Linked DNA regions of Drosophila melanogaster: region 1 is linked to region 2. A link is a contact called in public Hi-C data. All regions are on one chromosome and are shown on one strand. The core of a region is the stretch at or near the end of the contact, and the rest is flanking DNA. Distances in the headings are between cores, read along the strand shown. Region 1 holds the start of Ant2 (Adenine nucleotide translocase 2). Region 2 holds the start of alpha-Man-Ia (alpha-Mannosidase class I a).

What was found. Hi-C and Micro-C count contacts between places; a contact is called where the count stands out from the background.
Region 1: a contact with region 2 is called in a Hi-C map of the Kc167 cell line, with 4 times the contacts expected there. The contact joins the promoter of Ant2 here to the promoter of alpha-Man-Ia in region 2. A contact is called at or near these places in 1 of 107 Hi-C or Micro-C datasets (the Kc167 cell line) and 1 of 6 datasets of contacts at active chromatin or transcription factors (the Kc167 cell line).

What each region holds. Positions count from the first base shown.
Region 1 is chrX:10,784,429-10,789,510 of dm6, forward strand. It overlaps Ant2 (Adenine nucleotide translocase 2), which reads right to left and starts at 2,479. Exons shown (of 4, transcript NM_176725.3): 1 at 2,378-2,479. sesB (stress-sensitive B) reads right to left here and starts at 2,530. Exons shown (of 4, transcript NM_001298161.1): 1 at 2,378-2,530. Imp (IGF-II mRNA-binding protein) reads right to left here. Exons shown (of 7, transcript NM_167253.3): 7 at 3,441-5,082.
Region 2 is chrX:10,324,216-10,329,132 of dm6, forward strand. It overlaps alpha-Man-Ia (alpha-Mannosidase class I a), which reads right to left and starts at 1,743. Exons shown (of 8, transcript NM_167223.3): 1 at 1,418-1,743; 2 at 1-103. It overlaps CG2909, which reads left to right and starts at 2,249. Exons shown (of 4, transcript NM_132388.4): 1 at 2,249-2,579; 2 at 2,644-2,788; 3 at 2,851-3,857; 4 at 4,197-4,731. The coding sequence starts at 2,403. The coding sequence ends at 4,385. It overlaps Gip (GIP-like), which reads right to left. Exons shown (of 1, transcript NM_078551.4): 1 at 4,662-4,917. The coding sequence ends at 4,753.

The DNA of each region.
Region 1 (5,082 bases), core at 1,229-3,728, 460 kb after region 2:
ACCGGACGGCAACTGAATTGCTTGTGAAAGTTCCTTTCGCCGAAATCTGCCAGCTAGCCTGCTCTGCCTACGTCGGCGTCGCAGTCGCCGCCATCGTCAAGTTCAGCAACAGATGAGCGTGAGCGAGAGAGGGGGAGAGCGTTCTCTCTCTATATGCATATGCAGAGTATGCGAAATTCGGAGAGAGCCGAAAAAAAACTAGCGGTTGGCAACAGCACGTGTGCGAGCGAGAGAGGGCGAGAGATCGCCGCTTATCAGTGCTGAGAATTCAAGAATTCAATGTCGCCATTCGTTGCATAAGAGGAAGTATTGTACCACACACTTGTACTCATTAGAAAACACTTTTTGTTTCGTTTTGGCCATGACCAAAAATGCATATATGGCCAATTGTTTTTCATTTACCCCTTTCGAGGTTTTCGACGGCGCTTTCTAAACGCTTGCCAAAATGAATGTACGCACAACATTTACATTTGGCAAATAGCCGACAAGTCAGCTGCGAAGCAGACGGATAGTCCCGTTTAGCTAGTTGTTAGCTAGATTTCTAGAAGATTGAATAGTGTACTTCTATTACACCCAAATACATGTCTTCCTTATTCAACAAAATTGGGGTATCTTTGATATTCAGTTTTAAGAACTACTTGGACTGGCTTAGAAAACTTCAATATACAGCAGTGAACAATTTATTCAAATACAAAAACCAAAACTATTATCAATTTTTATAAAAATAAAAGTTGAAAAGAGTTGAAAGGTTTTATTAATTGTTTGTAGCTATTTAATTGCTAAGCTATTAATAACATTTGGCTTTATTTCTAAAGATAGGGTTGGCAGCACTGCTAGCATGTGACTTTGCTTTCTGACGTCCACCTGCCGCTCTCTCCCTCTCTCTCACGCTTCGTCTCTTTCACGCAGGCGGAAGAGGGGCGGCGCTCGAAAAAAAATGCGTGAAGCGATTAGATAAACACTTCTGCTAATACAGTTAATTTATATAACTGTCTACGACACTTTTTCAAGGTCCCGTTATCACAAAAATTACATAAAAAATAAAAGAGAGCTAGTTGCCCATCAAAAAAGAGAGCGTAAAAAATGCAGTTGCAAAGTTACTGCAAAAATGCTTAATTGCCAAAATTAAACGGCAGCGAAGTTATAATTTTTATGGCTCAGTGTGCGATGAATCGGGGTTTTAGGACAGGGCGTGGATCGGCTTGAAAATCACACTGAAAATTTCCGCCGACTGGGCGAGAATTGGAAATGTGATTCGCCAGGGATATGTAATAATAAACACTAATCTCAACCAAGTGCAAAATCGCACTAAAAGGCCACACAAAGGGCTACAATAAACAATAAATCACATGAATACTATACGTACATTAACGATTGACGTCAGAAAGGGTTTAAGGGGTATGGGAATGGAATAATAATAGAAGAAATGAGAACACTGGGGAAACCCGTTTTTTTCGCATGAATTTTTATCTTTAATAAAAGAAAGCAGGTCAGAAAAGAAAGGGAGGCAACCAAAGAGAAATAGTTACATTACTCTTAAGAAATAAAACCAACTCTCTCTCTCTTCTTCACACACACACACCCGATAAGTACTTGCACGCGCAGCTGGTGTCTGGCATGGGAGTGAGCGAGAGGGCGTTAGTGGCACATGGAATTTATTCGCAACTGTGTGTTCATACACACTCATGTGCGACTGGGCGGTAGAACAATCAATTGCCACGCGTTTTACTATAGAATAGCCTGCATTTGGTGTATATAATAATATATTTGTGCAAATGCAGGCCAATTTGATTCTAGAGAAGTGCAATTCTCTTTGAAATATAATCGCAATTCATGTGCAACATTTTTTCGTACAGACGAGCCGGCCTGCCAACTCGTTGCTATTGCATAAGTTGGCAGTTCCAGCGTGGTTGCAAATTGGAAGGAAATAGATGGGAAAAAGATCCAGCGTGGCTTCTTCCATTTTCTTTCTGGGTATTCTAAATGAACTTTGGATTGGGGGTATAAAATACCGAAAAGTTTGCTAATACGCCCAATTTATTACGTGTTTAATTGATGGCAAACACAATTTCGGCACAATTATTTTTCGCAAGGGTTATGTAAGCACTTTTCGGGTATTTTCAAGTCCCATTTCGGGATTTCTTTTCGATGCAGTTAAACCGGAACTGCTTGTCGAACATACAAAAAAAAACGTTAGTTTAAACCAACACCGACACAATAAAAAAATTAGCACATTACATAACTACAGAATCTAGCGCAAGGTGACGTGAATTAATGGGTAAAAAAAAATCAATGGCAGGTACGGGGCACACCGTCTCTTTTCTTGTTAAGCAAAAGAGCCTCGCAAATGTAATAGATATAGAAAATAGCACAATACCTTCAGTTGATAACTTCTCACAAAAGTCACAGAATAAAAACTTCTTTTGCAGAATCAGACGAAGCCGCGTGCTCACTTGGCGAATGAAATTCGTAAAGTGGTGGGGGTCTCGAGGGCCCAGTGACTTGGGGATGAAAGCTGCAAAAATACCGCATATCGATAGTTGCTTTAACTGGTATTTATTCGGCGATCTATCGATATTCAGCTAGATTTCGGTTTTTATTCGTGATATTTTTGTCGGTAACTTTTGCTAGTATAAATAAATATGGCTATTTTTGATGTAATTAAAACCAGTATATTACGTTTTATTATAAAATTAAGGCAAGCGGGGATTGAAGCATCAATATCGATATTTTTTAATACCTTAAAAATATTTTTACATCGACTTTCCCATTATGTTATATTATTTTATATTATATATTATATTATTGCGAGTTCTGAATTACACAAAAGTTAAAGACTATTTTATGTTTTAATAATGGATTCATTACAATTAATCTGCACGCTTCTTTGGGAAATTAACAACGACCTGTACGACCTCCTTTTGCCAAACTATGATAAAAACTAGTTTGAATGTATTGCATTTAACGCGGTTTTTTAATTGCTCTTTTTTTTACAAAAACAAAAGTTTTCTTTTTATATTAAATCAAAGGTTTGTCCAAAATTGGAATATCTCATACCTCGTTGAAATCGTTCCAAATTCCTCATCGAACTGTATTTAAGTCTGGCAACTTTAATTTTTGGCCATTTTTTGCAAATTTGGTTATCGAAAATGAGAAAATCGGTAATTTGTCGAATTTTGATGATGGTACCCCTAATGAAAAATTGCTTAAATTGGTCAAAAAAATTATTCCTGAAACTCGGTTTGAAAGTGTTACAGATTGTTAGCAATGTTAATAAGCAACACAAAACAGTCATCGTTTTAGCTGAGCCACCTTTTTTGGCCAAGTTATTCTGAAAAATGTTTTTCGAAAATATCATATTCTTAATTTTAAAACGTTGTTGAAAAGGATAATCGCAAAACTTGATTCAAAATGCACTTCTTATATACGAAAAATCATTTATTGAGTAAATTTCTTTTCGATTTGTTTTTCACATGTTCACAAAATTGTATTTGAGTTAGTTGTATATCTGGTTTTCTAATATTTTCCTTGGCCTTGGGATACAATTTAGTAAGCTTTTGTGTCTTTTTATTTGCTGTATGTGGGTCTTGTATACGGTAATTTCGTATTGAGCGCTAGCAATATTAACATTTAGTTACACCGAAATGGGGAAAACATCTTACGCAGATTAGTATGTTATGTATACACCTATGTATATCTCTAGTTTTTGAATCAGCACCCTGGGACAGGCCAGAATACTAGGAGTTTTGGGCGTGCTGAGGGGTATGGTAATCAAATGAAGAACCCTTTCTTTTGAATTTCGTTGGTTGGACAGAGGGGTTAATTTAAAGGCAATGGTAAAGGTAAAAGATAAAGGCAAACAAATGCAAAGTACTGGCTAGTAAATACTGGGGCCTCTAAACTATGACGACACATCTAGACATCGAGTCCTATGTCCTTTACGTGGTTATCTAGATTACTTTCGGGTACATATTCCATGGCAGATACAAAACATACACAGAGTGGATATTTGATATATGTATAGTATATTGGTTATCGTGTACCGATTGTGTTAGCGTTTTGCTTGTGGTTAAAAGACAGTTATACAATGTAATTGGGAATATAGTTTTGTTTTCATCCTATTTGTGTGATTTATTCGTTCGCTTTTTTTTTGTTTATTTTTTTTTTTTGTGGTTTGTTTTTGTTTTTATTTAATTTTTTCTTGTATAGGAAACAACAAAAATGGACGCAAAATGATTGTTATAGTAGTATTCATGTTTACCCATCTTGCTTTTACGTTTAGTTAACTATATAGGAATATGCAAAACGTACACTTAATATATTTTTTTTGGTTTTGTTTTACGATTTTGTTACTATGTTCCTTATCGATCTGATACTATATAAATGCAGCTCTAAAACTTGTATTCTTTGACATTGTTCTGTTCCATCTGTCTTTCTTTTTATTAACTATCTTTCGATCTGGCGGCATCTTGCATTTGTATATCTCTTACGCTTTTCAAATACATTTAATAACATTTCTATAGAAATATTCAAAGCTGAGGTAGTTAATTCATTCATTTATTCTTTATTTTAGTTTACGTTAGGTTATGTTAGTTTAGTGTACTCCATATATATGATCGGTGTTGTTAGTTAGGTATACATCTATGTATGTACTCACACGCTATTTGAATTTATCTGACGACTTTAGCTCTTCTCAAATTCACATTAAATTAATAATTTAGACAACTGTTTGAATAGGGGGTTACGGATCATTAATATATGTATGTCTGGGTACAGGGACAACATCGAAAGCCTCTCGAAACGATCGGGATTATAGGATTTCGGAATCGAAGCCGATTTGGAAAGGAGAGAGGAAAACCAGTTACTGAAAATCAAAAATACTGAACTACAACGAAAATAAAAACAACCAAGGAACGAATTATTTTTGTTTTTTTTTTTGTGTTTTTAATAATATTTTACTCTTTTTTTGTTATATTTATAATATTTATAGATATTTTAGCTCTGTAATGTAGATACAATGTACAGTGTAGATACATCTGGTGTCGTCACATCATCCTCATGTAGATTATGTGTAGATTAAAT
Region 2 (4,917 bases), core at 493-2,992:
ACTGATTGTTTTGGGTTATTTGTATTATTGTTTCACTGTAGTCTTCTCGGGCATTGGCGGTGGACTTTTTAATTTAAGTTATGTTTATGTTTTCTCAGTTTCTCTGATTTGGTGAAACGGTTAAAGATTATTTATGGTCGCCTTTGGGAATAATAATAGGGAAATAATTGTTGTCTTTAATTAATTTGTACTTTTTACGGCAGGAGTACTTTTATTTGTTTGTTTATTTCGTGAACTTTCTTTTTTTTAACACTCAGCTGTTTAACTTTCTTGCCGCCTCTCTCACTCTCTTTTTTCCTTTCTCTCCGCTTCTCACTCTCTTCTCTCTATGGCAGTGCATTCTTATTGTTATTATTGGCTATTTTCGGTTGTTTGTACACACACTCATACGTTAATGCGCCAAAAAAGGAGCACGACATAAAAACGAAATGCCGGAAAGAAAGCACAGACATGAACTGCCAGCAAAAACAAAGGTAATTCGATGCGATGTCGCTGCGTGGAGGAAAAAAAAGAAGAGCGGCAACACACACACACACGCACACACACAAGCAACGTGGCAAACACACAGACACGAGTTTATGCGGGGCATTGCAAAAATCACGATTTTTCATAGCAATTTGTAGTTGGCATTTTCATTGGCGAATCTAATTGGCACAGTTTACCAAATCTAAAACAAAACTATACTCAAGTATAAGCATATCCTGCAATAACCCAAAAATAGTTCCACAAGAAATAAATCAAAGGTACATTCTAATTGCACTCGACCTAAGAAACTAAACACTACAAAAGTAAATTACCTTTCCAATTTTAAATTTACTTTTAAATACAATGCATATTTTTAGAGCCAAGCCTACACTTATGAAAATCCATGATCTATTTTTGCTGACTCCGAACAATAACATGCGTTTCTATATTAATTACTGTTTTTGTAACTAATTCCAACAGCAGTGAAATAATTTAATGACTTTTGGCACTGCCTTTAAAATTAGTAATGGTTTTTATTCATAAGCACATTCAACACTTAAGTTCGCCATTTGGGCGGTGTATTTGCGTTCATTATCACTTCTGAGATCTAGAATAAATCACGATTTTGTAGGCCTGCATAAACTGCAGGCCAGACAGGGACGGGGCGAGATAGGATGATGAGAGAGAGGTCGGAGAGAAACACGCAATATTTTGCAACAACACAACGGGCTGACAACAATAACATTTATTACGGAATACCGTTAGCTGGCCAAACAACCGTATGAAAAAGGCACAGAAACAAACAATAAAAAAAAAGAAAATCGAAAGAGCCGTGGAGAAAAGAGAACACAGAGACACAGCTGATGGGGGAGAGCGGGAAAAAGGAGGTGACGAAAGAGAGAGGCAACAGAAAAAGGGATGAATCTTTAGATTTGGATTTGATTTTTCTGACTTCTCTTCGCTCTCCTTTCCCACACTAGCATCCATCCAGCTACCTCTATCTCGCTTCCACCTTAGCCGCTTCTTCCAGTTGTTTTTGTTGTTACTTTCCGTTCCTGGCAGGAGGTGTGTTTGTGCGAGAGAGAGGGGAATGCGCGTTTCACCTGCCACCTTATTATTTTCCGCAAACCGACCATCGATTCACGGCAGAGGTATCACAAGAACGAGACGCCTTCCACAATCGCGTTTAATTCCGCTGGATTTACGTTTCTTTTTTTGAGTTCGAGACGACCAAAAACAGCTTGGATCCGATCCACAATGTGCCCGCCGCTTTTTCCACCCGCAATGCCGATGTGGCCAGTGGTCACACTAAAAGGCAGTGCTACCGGATCGCCGAACCGGCATTTTACATAAATGAGTCGCTTTTGCTTTCTTCGTTTTAACAAAATGGGAATACATTCTTGTGTCCGGTTTTTACAATTTAGAGCATATACATATGTCTCACAACATATCCAGGTGTTACAAAACAACAAATGAAGAACATTTTTGAAATTACGCTATAATGCTACTGGGTTTTTATACCCGTTATTCGTACAGTAAGGCATGTAACAGTAAAGTATGTAACTGGTAAAAGGAAGCGTTTCCGACCATATAAAGTATATATATTCTTGATCAGGATCAAAAGTCGATTTGACTTTTCTCGTCTTTCTGTCCCTCCGTATGAACGCCGAGATTTCAGGAACTAGAAAATCAACAATATTTATTAATCAACGGTATTAGTGACCACTTATCGAATAGATTTATCGATAATCAACTAATCTATATTGACAAGTATCGCACAAAATATTAACTCAAAATGCAACCACCAAGATTCTATCACAAAGCATTTAAGTGTCATTGTGAAATTATTATTCATTTCACAAATAAGGGGACTTTCTCTTCGAAAGGGTGACACTAATAGAGCTACCTGTAAATTGAAAAGTTTAAACCCAAAGACCATGTCTACCTTTGGCGCTGAAGTGGATCAGGTTTGGCCAGCGGTCACCGGTGATTCCCCGCATCTCACTAATTTCGGACGCAAATTGCTGAAGGATTGCCGCCAAGTGCAGAAACCAATCGGAGGATACGAAAATTTGGGCAATGTGATTAAATTGTCCGCGGAGTTTCCGCTGGAGGTATTACACTTGGGTGACCCCCCAGCCAACGTCGACTTACCCTTCCACTTTCTTCTTCTTGTAGTTCGGCGTGAACAGTGTCAAAGTATACCGGCAATCTCCATCGCGGCTTGCCCGGATAAATGAGGAAGTGGCATCCGCCTATCCATTGATACACGAACGTACATTGGGCCTCTACTTGCAGTACTTGGAGCACAAGTGTCGTTGGGGTAAGCAATTCTCTTGCCTAAATAGCCTTCTCAACTGATCGACTTGCCGCATTTCACCACAGGCAACGCGGTGGAAAAGCCCATCTACCGGAATTTATCGCTATGCGGATTTGTGCAACGTCTGCTGGTAAAGCGTTGCGCCAGCTTCTTTGCGCGGAACGACAAGTACCTGCTGGTGAGCGGAGAGTCCGGGGCCAGTGGCTTCGAAGCCGTGGGTACTCGGGAGGAGAAGGCGCCTCTGGTGCTGGCCAACGTGCTCAGCTATGACGATATCAAGCTCTCCGCTCTGCTTTCCGTGAGCTCCCGCACGGAGTTTGTCAATGAGGGCGAACGAACCAATTGCGGTCACGTTGATCTGAACACGAAAACTTTGGAACGTCACGGGGTTATTGTGGGCATGATTGGAGCCCGTCTGTCGCGACGTAATCTAATGGAGTTCCAGGACATTGTAATCGCACGTCAGCAGAATACGCGTGAAAGGGGCTACGGAATGGCATTGGATGAGCCGGCTACCACGCGTGATGAGGACTATCGACGACTGTGGCGCGAGTTCTATGCCACACGGGATCTCATCCACGGCCAGGCAGTCATTGACAATCAGCGTTTCGGACCATCGAAAAACAAGATGGACGTGTTCGACAATCTGGTGATGAAGCGGCGTTACGCCATCAGCTTCGACATGCTGCTGCTGGAGGCAGAGGCAAGGGCAAAACGCGTGAAAAAGCTGGCGTACATCCATGTGGTGGGCTTCGGCTTGGGCGTGTGGAAGGCAGCAGAACAGCAGGAGCGCATCTTCATGGAGACCTTCGAGCAGCGTATGCGCACGCTGGGCAACAGGCTCAATAACGTTGGCCTCGTGCACTTCTCCTGGTTTTCGATCACACATTGCGGCGGTCTAAGCAACGGATCGCTGATAGAGATTCCCGGGCATCCAAAGGATGGCATCAGGGTGCTCATTTCCAAGCGCAATCCAGCACGAAAATTGAGTGATCCTGAGCACGCCGGAATGCTGCTGGTAGTCTCTTACGCTTGGGATGGAAACGCCCTGCCGGGTAATGAATTCTGGATGGTAAGTACATAGATTGACAGTGCCCTCCTAGCCACAAATGTTGATATTAAGTGGTGAAACAATATATTTATATTCTGTGGTTTGGCCAACTGTGTGTTCTAGTTTTCCACTAATGCCCTTTATATTAAATAATAAGAACATTATCAATTTAATGAGGGCATGCATTATCAGCTTAGTAAGTGTTTATAATTGTGTTAAGTGCAATTATAAAGATAATTCAATTTAGTGATCATTAAACCAATGGAAAGTAACTTGACATTAAAGTAGTTGTAGTTCTTCCTTTGATCTTAACATTTTCTTCTTTCTAATTTCACATATTATAAACTTCATTCGTTTTAGAAAATGCTGCAGTCCACAGGTGACTCCTCGACGGCCTGCTCCACGTTGGTGGCCGAGCTGCACAATCCGTACATAAACACGAAATTCTGCAATGGAGGCAACCTGCACATCGCCTCACCGGAGCACGGGGTGCTCCACATAGCCGAATATGCCAAGCGGGTGATTCGGAGCGAGAGTGACGCCTTATGAGATACGTGAATCTGCCTGTTATCTAATCTTATCTAATCGTAGCTACTGTTTTATTCCACACTTGCTGTAGGTCAATTCCATGACCTTTTGACAGACGCATGACAATTCCAAAAAAAAAGGGAAAAAAAAGGATTTTATATTGTAATCGATTTTATAAAACGACCATTTTAAACCAAAACCAACCAATTGATTGAATTGAACCAACCAATTGAAGCTTTAAAAAGCCATGAAAATGCCTCGAAAACGAGAGAAATATGTAATAGAATTAAGTATTTTGGTTAAACCATCTTTATGTTTGTAAGCAGTGTAAATACATGTGTATAAATGCAGAGCAGTTCCTTATGCCAAACTATATGTGATGTGATAATTATAGCGTGTAGCCCAATTTGGAGACCCAACCCAAACCCTCGACAGTGGTCGTCTTCGGCTTGTACTCGCAACCGATCCATCCATCATAGCCGAATTCCTGGAGAGCCTTGAACACAAATCCGTAGTCCAGCTCACCGGAAACATCCGGCTCGTGGCGATGCGG